Linked DNA regions of Ovis aries: region 1 is linked to region 2. The links are chromatin contacts, called in public Hi-C maps. All regions are on one chromosome and are shown on one strand. Each heading gives the region's core, a stretch centred on a gene start, on an enhancer-like site or on the middle of the called end of the contact. The rest is flanking DNA. Distances are from core to core; before and after follow the strand shown. Region 1 overlaps B4GALT5 (beta-1,4-galactosyltransferase 5). Region 2 overlaps B4GALT5 (beta-1,4-galactosyltransferase 5).

Region 1 (6,727 bases), core at 1,811-4,310, 41 kb after region 2:
TAGAGTTTCAATTAAGTGATAAATACCATATGTGTGCACAATTCAAAACCTGTTTTAAGCTGTAAATCTCCAATTTATTCATATCCTATTAAACAATTTTTAAACTTCAAAAATCAACATCTTATACATTTCTGATTATTCTATTCCAATAGCCCATTAACATTGCTTTTCATTATCACCCTTTTAGCTGAGATGACCAGAACTAGAGGAAGAAAAATCCTGTTTTAAAGAAGATTAAAGAAATGATGTTTGCCCAAAACAAAAACCTAACAAAAAATCAACCAACCCTGTGCTAACGAAATTGGCAACTCTAGTTTTTAAAAGCAATATTTTAAAGAAGAAAAATGCATCCTGCAAGTAAAGTTAAAAATGTCAGAAAGATGGTAACTTTTTTCCCCCACTATTAAATATACCAAGGAAACCTGAAATCTGTAAGAACTCTAGGTTTTGAATTTATCAAGTAGCAAACCAGCCCTACAGGTAGAGGGTTTAACGAACAGTTTTGATATTTAACAACACTGGCATACGTGAAACGGAGAAGGCAATGTGGCACCCCACTCCAGTACTCTTGCCTGGAAAATCCCATGGACAGAGGAGCCTGGTAGGCTGCAGTCCATGGGGTCGCTAAGAGTCGGACACGACTGAGCAACTTCACTTTCACTTTTCACTTTCATGCATTGGGGAAGGAAATGGCAACCCACTCCAGTGTTCTTGCCTGGAGAAACCCAGGGACGGGGGAGCCTGGTGGGCTGCCATCTATGGGGTCACACAGAGTCGGACATGACTGAAGTGACTTAGCAGCAGCAGCATACGTGGAATGACTTAGAAGTAAGTTTGTATACAACAGATAAAAATTGCCAACTAAGAATGATTAAGGAAAGCAGTTATCTTAGAAATAAATTGTTTTCATCTCACAAAAAGCTAAGGTTCAGATGAGAAGCTGCAAATTATCTACACATAGATGTATTGTCTGGCTGATCAGATGTCTTCTGGTTTTCCTTTCACTTTCAAAGGTGATTTAACTGCCAGACAGTTTAGTGGTTAAAAGTAACAATTTCGGAAGAGAACTACCTAGGGATAATTCCCAGTCAGCTAAATGACCTTGAGCAAAAAAAACCACAAAACTGTTCTGTGCCTCAGTTTCTTCATCTATAAAATGATGATAACAATACTCCTATCTCATTTAGGATTAAATGAGTTAACATTTGTCACATACTAAGAATAAAGCCTAGAACATAATAAGCACTAGATTTATTTAAATATTTGCTATTACTATTATTCAATCCAGATTTCTAGATTCTCTTGAAATTTCCGTGCTGCGTAGCCTATTGGCTATCTCCCCTTTCAACAAAACACATCTTCTAAATTGACTCTAATCCTCACCAGGGCCTGTCCAGTCCTTACCAGCATTTATACCCTCTCATCTACCTGAAAAAGGAAAATACGTTCTAAAATCAGAATTTCATTGTGCCCAGCCTCCAAGGAGTTGCTTTTATATTCATTAACTTTTTAATCTAACCACTCATCAATATTTAAGCTTCTACTACAAAGCAATGGGGATCCAAATACATTAAAATGGGACTAGATCTTAGCATTTAAGAGCCTGGCCTCCAGAATAAGACAACCTGGGCTTGAGTGCTGACTTTAATCAAGGACTTCCTTGGTGGTCCAGTGGTTAAGAATCTGCCTGCCAGTGCAAAGGACACAGGTTCGATTCCTGGTCCAGGAAGATCCCACATGCTGTGGGCAACTCAGCCCATGAGCCACAGGCACTGAAGCCGGAGAACCCTGGAGCCAGTGACCCCTGACAAGAGAAGTCTGCACACTGAAACAAGAGCCCGGAGCACTGCAGTGAAGGCCCCGCACAGCCAAAAATAAAATTAACCATTTTAAAAAAAAGAACCATGGTCAAGTTACCTAGACTCTCTGTACCTCAATTTCCTTGCCTGTAAAATGAAGGAAATAACACCTACCTCATCAGGTAAGGAAGAGGAGTAGCACCCACAAAGCTCAAAGAGCAGGACTGTGGGTATGGTTAGCACTCACACGCTAGCTTAAAATTTCTTTTAATTAAAAAAAAAATTGGTGCCTGAACTGTTGGAGGCCACATACAACACCAAGAACATGAGCGTGCAAATTAATGATGTGCTGCGCAATATTATCAGTGCTGTAACAGAAAGCAATCAAGGCTTCCGTGTAGACTTAAATGACACACTGAAGAGCCACTTGTTCAAATAACGCTATCCCCTTTCTCTGTGAACAGAGAGGAAGCAAAGTGGGGTAGATCAGCCTTCCATTCAGCTAAGACCAATGGCTGAGTTTGGACCCCACTCGGCCGTGTGGTCTGCAGCTCAAGACTGAGCATCTCATAGGCCTGCTGAAGGATGGAAAGAATAAATCTCAGACTCCAAAGTTAGCGACTAGAACGGAGTGGGCCTTCCGTATGAGTCCCAATTGTTACTTTCGTAAGCCTTTTGTTTTAGGATAATCTTCCAGAAAAAAAAACTGTGATGATATTTGTGAGTTTCCACTCGAGTATTCTTTTTATCCATATTGTTATTTCTGATTGTGAAGAGAGGTAAATAACTTCTAAGCTGCCTTTAAAACCCAGGGTAACAAAGAAGATGATCATTCTGGGAAAGCCAGCACTTAAGCGCACTGCAGCGGGTCAATAAACTGACTTAACGAGTTTGTTCCGATGTGTCTGTTCAGATGTGTCGTGGTTTAAAGGCTGACTTGAGAAAGAGGCTGCAGGGCGTGTCCAAGACCTCGCCACCCCTTCCCCACGTGACCACCTGCGCCAGGAGCGGCAGCAGGTGTGCACTTGCTCTCCCCTCCACCTGCACCACAAACCCCGCGGCGTCCACAATTTCTCTGTTCGCAGAGCCCATCCCAACACAGCTACTTCCTAACCGACCAGAAATAAAACTGTGGCCCAGACAGACCTGCCTTTGACAACCGCAGGCACAGCAGTGGCTGGGCTCTCAAAGGTCAGGCTCTGAGTGGCCATCCAGAAGGCCGTGGGCTGGCAAAGGGCAGGGAGGAAAATGTTGGCTCCAAGCCTGCACCCGGGTGCTCCCCAGGCAATTAATTACTTGTCCCGTTCTTTTACGTCTGTCTGACTCCTAGCAGCTGCCTATCAAAAAGGTAAGGTGAAAATATCATTTTAAATAGTACAAGACAGATATTAGGGAACTCAGGATCGACATATCCAGGCAACAGCTAGAAAAGTACTGAAATAAAGGACAGCACTGTCCCAGGAATCAAATGCAGTTCACATTAACATTCAGAACTACTTTTTTTTCCTTTTTCAGACCCACTTCTTTAAGAGCTCTCAAAAACCTTCTGTCATAGACATTTCTGGATAGTTTTGAAAGCCTTTAAGAGAAAGAAAAGAGCAACCTCTGAACAGGAGGTTTAGAGTAATTAAGGTGAGAGCTGCTACAGGATATGCTTGCAGGAAAGAGGGCAGCCTTTGAGCACTGCCTCGGGACTTCTCTCCGAGGCGCTGAGCTGCTGCTGTAACAATCTTCTCTGACTCAGCACCTAAGAGGCTCGATGGGCAGGGAGTACCAGAAAAAAAGCCATGAAGAGCCTTGGCATCAAAGCAGAATGAACTGGAAAACAGGAAAGTGTCTGCAGAGTAAGAGAAAGAAGTAGCAAAAAGCTTAAGTCATTTTTGCCAGTGTCACAAAGTCCACTCCAGCTCACTATTCTTCTAAGCTGTCTTGTTACTTTTAACCCTTAGTTTCAGCCCTAATTCTGATCTCTTTGTGCCCTTTGTCCCTTAGATTCCAAAGAGCTTGTTTACATTCTGAGCAGACTCCTCTGGGTTAATTTGCTCCTGTCCGCTTAGACTGGCCACGTGTGAGATCACAGTGAAAACAGACGGCCACAGTACTGTTCTGCAGACGCCCAAGGGGAAGCCACACACAGGCTGGACCCCTTACCCTCACCTCCAAAGGCAAGGGTCTGTCTTCAAGAGTGACCTATGCTCCCAATTCACAACAGGCAAGCCAAGGGTGATAAAATCTATATATTCTTTTTCTTTTTTAGGTGGATGTTCTTATTTTTTATATTCATTTTTAATTGGAGGATAATCGCTTTACAATGTTGTGCTGGTTTCTGCCATACCAGGGTCTAAACCAGCCGTTAAGTACACTTATACCCCCTTCCCTCTTGAACCTATTTCTTCCTATAACCATTTAAGGGCCCCAGGGTCTACCACTGAATGATCAGGCAAGAATGCAGCTGGAAAACAGTTCAATGGTAGAAGACAATAACTCCAGTAAATCAAAATTCAATTCCACTTCTCTGGCAAAACATCTAATTAGGACAACTCCACCCTCCTCTTAGACCAGTGGCTTTCAACCAGGAGTGACTTTGCTCCCCAGGGGACACCTGGCAGCATCTGGAGACATTCTGGGTTGTCACAGCTGCGGGAGGTGGTTGCTAGGGGATCTTACTAAGTAAAAGGCCAGAGATGCTGCTATACATTCCACACTGCACAGAACAGCCCCCAGCAACGAAGAATTACCCAACCCAGTATGTCACTGGTGCAGGTACTGAGAAGCTCTGCTTTAGATAAACCATTTAACTTGTCTGTGCCTAAGACTAACACTTATAAGTGTTATAAAACACTTATTTTCTTTTTTCATAGTCAAAGCTATGGTTTTTCCAGCAGTCATGTAGAGATGTGAGAGTTGGATCCTAAAGAAGGCTGAGCACCAAAGAACTGACGCTTTTGAATTGTGGTGCTGGATTAGACTCTTGAGACTCCCTTGGACTGCAAGGAGATCAAACTGGTCAATCCTAAAGGAAATCAACCTGAATATTCATTGGAAGGTCTGATACTGAAGCTCCAGTACTTTGGCCACCTAGTAAGAGCTGACTCATGGAAAACACCCTGCTGCTGGGAAAGACTGAGGGCAAAAGGAGAAGTCAGCAGCAGAGGATGAGATGGTTAAAGAGCATCACTGACTCAATGGGCGTGAATCTGAGCAAACTCTGGGAAAAGGACAGAAGGGGCTGGCATGCTCCAGTCCATGGGGTCACAAAGAGCCAGACATGACTTAGCAACTGAAATAAAACACTTTTAAATTAACCATTAACACTGTTAGACAAAAAGCACACTAGTGATGATAACTTACTTATATATTCAGTTTTAGATTAATCAACAGGTCATATTTCTTTTGAATTCCCTTTGAAATGGACATGTCTTCCTTAAATGGAGCAAAGACTAATACCATCTTTTCTACAAAATAAAGAAAAAACACTTGAGCAAGATTTATATAAACCAGTGTCTGCTTCCAACTATTACTAAGTAGCTACTTCAGACCAGGGATTCCTCGGAGAACAGCTAGAAGGGTAAAAAGAAAAAAAGTTGAAAACTTCACAGAGTTCCTGAGGTAGCCAGGATTCAAGGAGACAAAATCCTGGAAAGGGGAGAATCCCTTGGCAGTGTGAGCCAACACACTGCAGTTGGTTTGTTCTTCAGGGTATTTGCCAATTCTGGGTACCAAGAACAAGGCTGAAAAAGGAGGCAGACAGTCTGGGCAAAGGACCCAAGACACCACGAAGAGGCAGAGGAATCAGCAGAGCTCCTGGCTGTTATCTCAGATCTAAAGGATCGAGTCTTAAGGGGCCAGGATCCCAGTGAAAAGGACTGCACCAGCTTTCCCTTCAAGAGATTTGCACAGTAGAATCCCAAAGGTGCACAGGTCTGGAGGCTAAGAGAGGAGAAAGCCTCCGAAGAGCACAGCTGGGTTTTTATCCATCTCCTGTGCTGAGGATTCAAAGATCAAAGTTCAGGGCACATTGCGGAGGATGGGCCCTGCTATACAGCCAAGATTCTCAGCTGGAACTCCTGCAGGGCTACGACCTAAGAGCAGGTGAGCAGAAGTAAACCCCACCCTGGCTGTGGTCAGCTCCGGACTGGCAGGATAATGGGATCAGCTCCCATCCGCTTTGCCTAGCAAATGAAGTGAGCCTTCTCTGCTGCTGCTGCTAAGTTGCTTCAGTCGTGTCTGACTCTGTGCGACCCTATAGATGGCAGCCCACCAGGCTCCCCCATCCCTGGGATTCTCCAGGCAAGAACACTGGAGTGGGTTGCCATTTCCTTCTCCAATGCATGAAAGTGAAAAGTGAAAGTGAAGTCGTTCAGTCATGTCTGACTCTTAGCGACCACATGGACGGCAGCTTACCAGGCTCCTCCATCCATGGGATTTTCCAGGCAAGAGTACTGGAGTGGGGTGCCATTGCCTTCTCTGGAGCCTTCTCTAGTCAAGGATAAATCATGTAAGGCCAACTACAACTTTTTACAGACAAAAACCAGTTTTCAATCGAAATTACCAGGCATGCCAAGAGACAGGACACCAGATGATTGAATATCAAAAGAACCAGAAAAAAGGAAAAAAAAATACACAGGGGTACAGGTATTGGAGTCATCACTCATGCGTTTTCAAAATAAGTACATTTGAGAAAAGAGAGAAAAGGTAAGAAAAAAGAGGGGGAGAAAAGAGTTTCACCAAAAATTGGAATCTATTTTTTTTTAAGTGTAAAAATTCAAAAATTAAGAAATTAAGAATTTACTATGTGAGTTTAATATTGGATTCAGTTCAGTTCAGTCGCTCAGTCGTGTCCAACTCTTTGCAACCCCATGAATTGCAGCACTCCAGGCTTCCCTGTCCATCACCAACTCCCGGAGTTCACTCAAACTCACGTCCAT
Region 2 (6,468 bases), core at 2,838-5,337:
AATGTAATGACAAAGGACTATATTTTTGTGAAAAGTGTTTTTTAAAACATCTTTAGATTTCAGTGCAAAAATGTACCCCTGGCACCTCTTAAAACATAAGAGCAAGCTCAAAAAATCGTAGTGATGGAAATAAGCTAGTTCAATGTCATCGTCATTGGTGAGTGGATACCATCAGTCCGCGTGGCTGGCATTCGGCTATAGGTGTTTGTGGTGGGGCAGCTCTTAGGGGAGGCCCTGTATTGTCAAAATGAATAGCTTTGTGGACACTCCCTCCCCCCCAAAAAGAGTCAGCGTGAAAGAAAACTTTTCCTTGCACACTGCAATCAAAAGACAAGGCTGATTTAAGGGGTCAACCATTAGATAGCCTTAAGGAATTTCAGCTGCCAAAATATGCGCAAGGTCACATTTGGTTCTTGTTGTTTAACATGATAATTTCACGCTATCAACAGCACACGGGGCTGGCTGCGGTTTTGTTTTTTTTTTTGCTTTTATGTTTCCCCACTCAGTTTAGTGGATAAATGATTAACAGTGCACAGTAAGAGACTTCACACAGATAAAACAAACTCACACATGATTGCAAGATGATTTAAGTCACCCAACTTCCAGCCCTGGAAAGACTTTTCCTTTCGTCCTTAAGCCAGCATTTTCTTTGTCAAATCAGGTGTTGTTAGCTTTCTGCCAGCATTTGTTCTTATGGCAAATACGCTAATGAAAGGCTTCAAACATGGGCCATCCCTGACCAATGACCAGTCTGCCCTGGCAAATTCTTCCAAAGGACATCGTAATTTTGTCACACTGAAAGCAGCTCACAGCTCTCAGAGAAAGAAGAGGCCAGGCCAGCACAGAGGCCTGGGGGCGCATGGAGGAAGGGGGAAAGAAATTTTTATTGCTTTATGCACCTTACGTCAAAGGAAAACCAAAAGAACTTCGTGTGTCGTGTTCCCTGTGAAGGTCTTTTAAAGCATGAAATGCTCAAAACTCTTTTAAAACATTATAACCACCTACCAGCGTGCTCAAGGGCAGGAATCTGCTCTCTCATATGAGCTGGTAAGAGCTTTGCAATGCGATTTCTTTTCTAAATAGCATTCTCTTCTTCGAAAGAACAAGAACACACATTAAAAAAAACAAGGCCTGGCCAATCACTCCCACAGCTTGTGGGGATCATACGTCCATGGAACCCACACATGCAAAAACCCCAACCCATGTGTATATACACAAATATAGCCCCTACACACACATCCATGTAAACCATGAAAATTAAGGAAACTGAAGGCAAACAAGGCAATTAAAAAAAAAAAAAAAAAAAACTATGAAGTACTCCTCAGAGAGTACTCTTTAGTATGGATACATAAATATGTTTTATGGAAAAGGATGAGGGAAACCTGGTATTTCTCAGAATTCTGCAGGAGCCAAAGGGGACTATTAGGAGAGGGATTTGGCTCAGGGGAAAACAGAGAGGCACAAATTCAAATGCAATTTAGAATCTGACTTCAAAAAAGCACACAGGGATGTGAAAGGAGCATGTGAGCTCCTATGTCTGTCTGTCCAGCAGCTTTGTTAATCTAATCCCAAAGCTTTGATTTGGTCTAGCCTGGATCCCAGTTGACCCGCAGCACACAAGTGTCACCTGCTCCCTGGCTAAGTTCCACATCATTCGGTTGCTCATGATTCTATATATCGGGCTGGCCAAGAAGTTCATTTGGGTTTTCCCGTACTATGGTACAGAATGACCCAAGTGAGCTTTTTGGTCAACCCAATACTAGTTAATAATGTTGACCGAAGGGAAAAAAACAAAAACAAAAACCCCACCTTTCCAGAAACCAAAAAGGGGAATATTCAGCGGAATCATTGAAGTTGGTTGGTAATTTAGGCACAGATTTCAGAAACTGTGGCCACGGTCCACAAGAGCAAGCGAAAGAAAGAGAGAGAATCAGAAAGAAGGAAAAACCAACACCCCACTCTCTCCTGATGCCGAGGAAAGGATGAGACACCAAGGCGAGACAGCCAGCAGTGTGCAGTGGGCCCACCTGAAGGGTTTGCTTCAGGCAGGACAGCACTATCCACAGCTTCCTGTTCAGCACAAGGCTGGGACCGGGAAGGACTGCCCAACAGGGAAGAGAAAACCAAAGCCAAAGTCAAGAGCAACGCTTTTGGAAAAGGGGACGGGAGGTGAGGCAGAAGTTGGCCACTGGCAATAATGACTGGACTGTTTCGTTCTGCCATGACACGCTCTATATCCACTCCTTTCCACAATGACAGCAACCGGGGAGATGCTGTCGTTCCCTTTTAGCCGAGTTCCTGCGTCTGCCAAACCAATACAGGATCTGATGTATAAACCCTTGGTTTGAGTTGGAGCCGGCTAGAAAATTAAATTTAAAAAAAAAAAAAGCATTTTACATGGCTTATTTACAATTATACTTCTTCAAGAAGTGATTGTTGCATGTCTATTTCTCTTCCCCAAGCCCTCCCCTTCCACCCTCAATCCCCACCCAAAGCAGGTAATTTAGAAAAAAGAGAAAGAGAGGGGACACCAGAGATGTAGAAGGATGGTTGTGTGGAGTTTCCTTTTGCTCTTCCTAAAACACAGCTGCCCTGCGGCGGGTCTGCCTCTCTGCTCTGGAGGCCAAGCTGCCGCCCAGGCCGTTCTCGCAGGGGGAGAGGCTCCGGGGCGCTTCCGGTTCCGGTTCCGGTTGCGGAGGCCCGTGGCGGAGACAGGGCGACGACGGGGCGGGAGGCCGGGGAGGAGGGCAGCAGGACAGACGTCGGTCTTGTGAAAAGGGCAGGTCAGTTCCCGGCCGCCTCCCTCTACCCCGGCGGGTCCGGACGGGGAAGGCGTTTTTGTGCGTGTGCTCTGTTCACATTTTTTTTTCCTTGAACCCTGTGATCCTTCAGGAGGCGCTGGGTTTCCTGTTCTCTTCCCCTGGGGAGCGCCCCCCCCCCGAGACGCGTCCTGGGCTGCTGTCCTGGGGGCGGTGGGGGAAGCCAATGACTGTTCCCCCCTCCGCTCAGTACTCAGTCACCTGAGCCAGCTCGGGTGTCAAGTTGACGGTAATGTTTTTATACAAGGCGTCGTACGTGACGTTCGCGAAGTAGTTCAAGTTGTTGAGGCCGTCCACCGCTTGCCGCTCCTTGGACTTCCTCAGCAGAGCGTACCTGTGAAGCAGGAACACAGGGGGCGGCTCTGAGCGAGGGGCCGAGCAGCACAACCCGGGGAGACCACGCTCCTGCCCGGCCCCGCAGGGCGGGGCATCAGCCGTTAGGCTCCTCCAGGCTGCGCGCCATTATCAGAACTGGAAACACCTCCTATTTCACGCGAGCCGTTGGACTTCATTTAACGCGCCTGCCCCTCGGCAGAGGAGGAAACCGAGGTTCACAATCCTAACTGGCTCGCCCGAGATCCCTGAGTGGGGAAGCGGAGGTAAGATGTTAAATGGGGGGACGAGAAAGTTCCATCTGTATTCAGTGCCCTCTTACTCCCCAGGAAAACAGTTCATGCAGTTGGATCGACTGTCGTGAAGACAGTCCTCCCAACAATTAACGAAAGACAGAAAGAGCCACTCCCAAGGACCTGGAGAGGCACGCCATCCACTCGCCTCTGCTCAGCCTGACCTGGAGTTTGTTTCACTGAAGGTTGGTACAGGGTGATAAAGCAGCTGCAGCCACACAGAGGCTCAGGGACACCCTTCCAGAACCGAGCTCGCAGAGAGGGTGCCAAACTCTGTCACATGAGCGTGAGTTTACATAGACTTTGACCCGAAAGGGTTTTTCTCCAACTCCCTGAAGGCTACAGCGCAGACAACTACAAAGCTTAAGGAGGAGGAGGAGTGATTTCCTGAAAAGATCTTATAATCACATTTTTCACCAATAGTATCATTTTGCCCCCAAACACCTGCCTCACACTTAAAGTGAGTGATAAACAGGAACTCTTACACAGCTGTCTGAACAAGACCTTGGAAGGGGTGAGGAGCAAGCCCAGGGACTGCAATGCTTGAGGACCCTGGAAATATAGGACTTTTGTATGAGGAATAAAAAAAACTGCACCAACCTTCCAAGAAACTGGACCTCTCCTCGATGGTGATGAGGAATGGACTTGTACTTCCCTGTGTCACCTTCCGGCCGACTCACAGAATAGCCTGCATTCTGGACTCTGTCCAAGACAAAGAAGATGGGTAAAATGATCAAGTCTGACAGGTGAGACCAAACCTATCCCAAGGCTGAGGAACGCCAAGTTGAACAACAGTGCTTCTTTTGCATCTATATATTCAAGTCACTTTCCCTCTGGATAAGTTCATGGTTTTAGAAAAGTCTACAATATGAAAAGTTTTGGAAAAAAAAAGAGAAATTAAAAATTCCGTAGGTTTGACATGGTGTCTCAGTGACAGGTACAACCATGTGGGTCCCCCTGCAGACAGGTGTACACATGCCCCCTCTGGGTCAGCTTGTTTGTTGTTTAGTTGCTAAGCCGTGTCTGACTCGTTTGTGACTCCATGGACTGTAACCCACCAGGCTCCTCTGTCCACAGAATTTCCCAGGCAAGAGTACTGGAGTGGGTTGCCATTTCCTTCTCCAGGGGATCTTCCTGACCCAGGGATGGAACCTGTGTCTCTTATGTCTCCTGCATTGGCAGGTGGGTTCTTTACCCTCTGAGCCACCTGGGAAGCCCAAAATGGCATAGTATCTGCATAAAACCCCCACAAATCCTCCGGCAGACCTTAAATCATCTCTGCCTCAATGCTATGTAAATAGTTGCTTGCAGGGAGCAAATCCAAGTTTTGATTTTTGGAACTTTTTGGAATTCCGCACCCCCACCCCCCCCCAATCCATAGCTGGTTGAATCCTCAAATTCAGAACCCACGGATATGGAGGGCTGACAGGGTGAAGATGTGTTCTCCCTCTCATTTGATAAATATGTATGAAATGCCTACTGTGTGCCTGGAATTGTGTGGGGGTGCTGGGGAAAACCAGTCACACATTCCTGGCCTGAGGGACTCCTTGCTGAGCTGGGGAAAGAAAAAGATGAGCCAGCAGAACAGATGTCCTAGGGGAGCCCAACTAGATTCAGAAACCAGTCAAACCAGTACAGAAAAGGTGCTCATCCTCACCAGGTTCCTAAGAAACCCAAATTAAAAGGATGAGATGCCATTTTTACCCATCAGACTGAGAAAGAATTGTCCAGGAGCTGCTGTGGTGAAATGGGGCACAAATTTCAATGGTCGTTTATATCCAAAAGCAGGTGGTGCGGTAAGAAAATTTGTACGCTTATGTACTGTTGGTCACAATACTTCTGCAATCTTTTCTGGAGGAAAATCAGACAATAACTATCAAAATTTTAAAAGTGCATTTACTTCTTGACTCTGCAGTTCTGCAACCAGGAAATTAACCTACAGAAATATTTGCTCATGTGAACAAAAGACGCTCAAAATTAAACAACACTGTTCATCAATAGGAGAGGATTAAAAATAAATTGCTATCTGTCTACACAAGGAAATACCACGTAATTATAATAATAATGAAATGGCTCTCTGTATTGACATGATTGGAAGGGGAGAAGGGATGTGTCTAGGTTGTTTATGTATGAATAGAAAGAACCATAAAGAAACTGCTTGTTCAAATGGCTACTTCCTGGGAAGGAAACAGGATAACAATGGGGATTAGGACTTATACTCTTTTGTTTATATGCGTGCGTGCATGCTAAGTCACTTCAGTTGTGTCCAATTCTTGGCGACCCTATGGACTATGAAAAAGATGAGCCAGCAGAACAGATGTCCTAGGGGAGCCCAGCTAGATTCAGAAACCAGTCAAACCAGTACAGAAAAGGTGCTCATCCTCACCAGGTTCCTAAGAAACCCAAATTAAAAGGATGAGATGCCATTTTTACCCATCAGACTGAGAAAGAATTGTCCAGGAGCTGCTGCCAAGCTCCTGTTCATGGAGTGGGTGGCCATGCCCTCCTCCAGGGGATCTCCTCGACCCAGGGATCAAACCTGCATTTCCTACGACTCCTGCATTGCAGGTGGATTCTTCACCACTGAGCCACCAGGGAAGCCCCTTTTGTTTATACACTTCTATATTATCTGAATTTTTACCAGCCTCCTCTGAATCCAAATTATACTCTCATTGTGATATATAGTCGTTCCTCAGTCTCCACGTGGGGGGACTGGTTCCAGCACCCTCCCTGCAGTTACTAAAATCTGAGGATACCCAAATCCCTTATGTAAAAATGGCATAGTTGCTGGGCTGCTGTTTAGTGGCTCCGCTGTGTCCAGCTCTTTGTGACCCCATGGACTGTAGCCCGTCAGGCTCCTCTGTTTATGGGATTTCCCAGGCGAGAACACTGGAGTGGGTTGCCTTTTCCTTCTCCAGGGGATCTTCCCGACCCATGGACTGAACCAGCATCTCCTGCACTGGCAGGTGGATTCTTTATTGCTGAGCCACCAGGGAAGCCCCTATTATTCACTTACTGTACAA

Evidence for each region. A called contact is a pair of places that touch in the nucleus more often than the background predicts.
Region 1: a Hi-C map of liver shows a contact between it and region 2, with 4 times the contacts expected there. The contact joins two enhancer-like sites. A contact is called at or near these places in 4 of 16 Hi-C or Micro-C datasets (blood and liver).

Annotation. Positions count from the first base shown.
Region 1 is chr13:77,805,746-77,812,472 of ARS-UI_Ramb_v3.0, forward strand. All of the region lies in intron 1 of B4GALT5 (beta-1,4-galactosyltransferase 5), which reads right to left. LOC121816247 (a long non-coding RNA gene) reads left to right here. Exons shown (of 4, transcript XR_006055743.2): 4 at 1-6,727. Among named protein-coding and RNA genes, the nearest start is that of B4GALT5, 29 kb to the right of the region's middle. Within about 2 kb of position 3,061, at least 13 of the 54 cell types and tissues checked have an H3K27ac peak or open chromatin away from gene starts, as enhancers often do. A contact at or near this core is called in liver, where this site is marked.
Region 2 is chr13:77,763,489-77,769,956 of ARS-UI_Ramb_v3.0, forward strand. It overlaps B4GALT5 (beta-1,4-galactosyltransferase 5), which reads right to left. Exons shown (of 9, transcript XM_012189329.4): 8 at 4,046-4,147; 9 at 1-3,153. The coding sequence ends at 3,006. Among named protein-coding and RNA genes, the nearest start is that of B4GALT5, 72 kb to the right of the region's middle. Within about 2 kb of position 4,088, at least 8 of the 54 cell types and tissues checked have an H3K27ac peak or open chromatin away from gene starts, as enhancers often do. A contact at or near this core is called in liver, where this site is marked.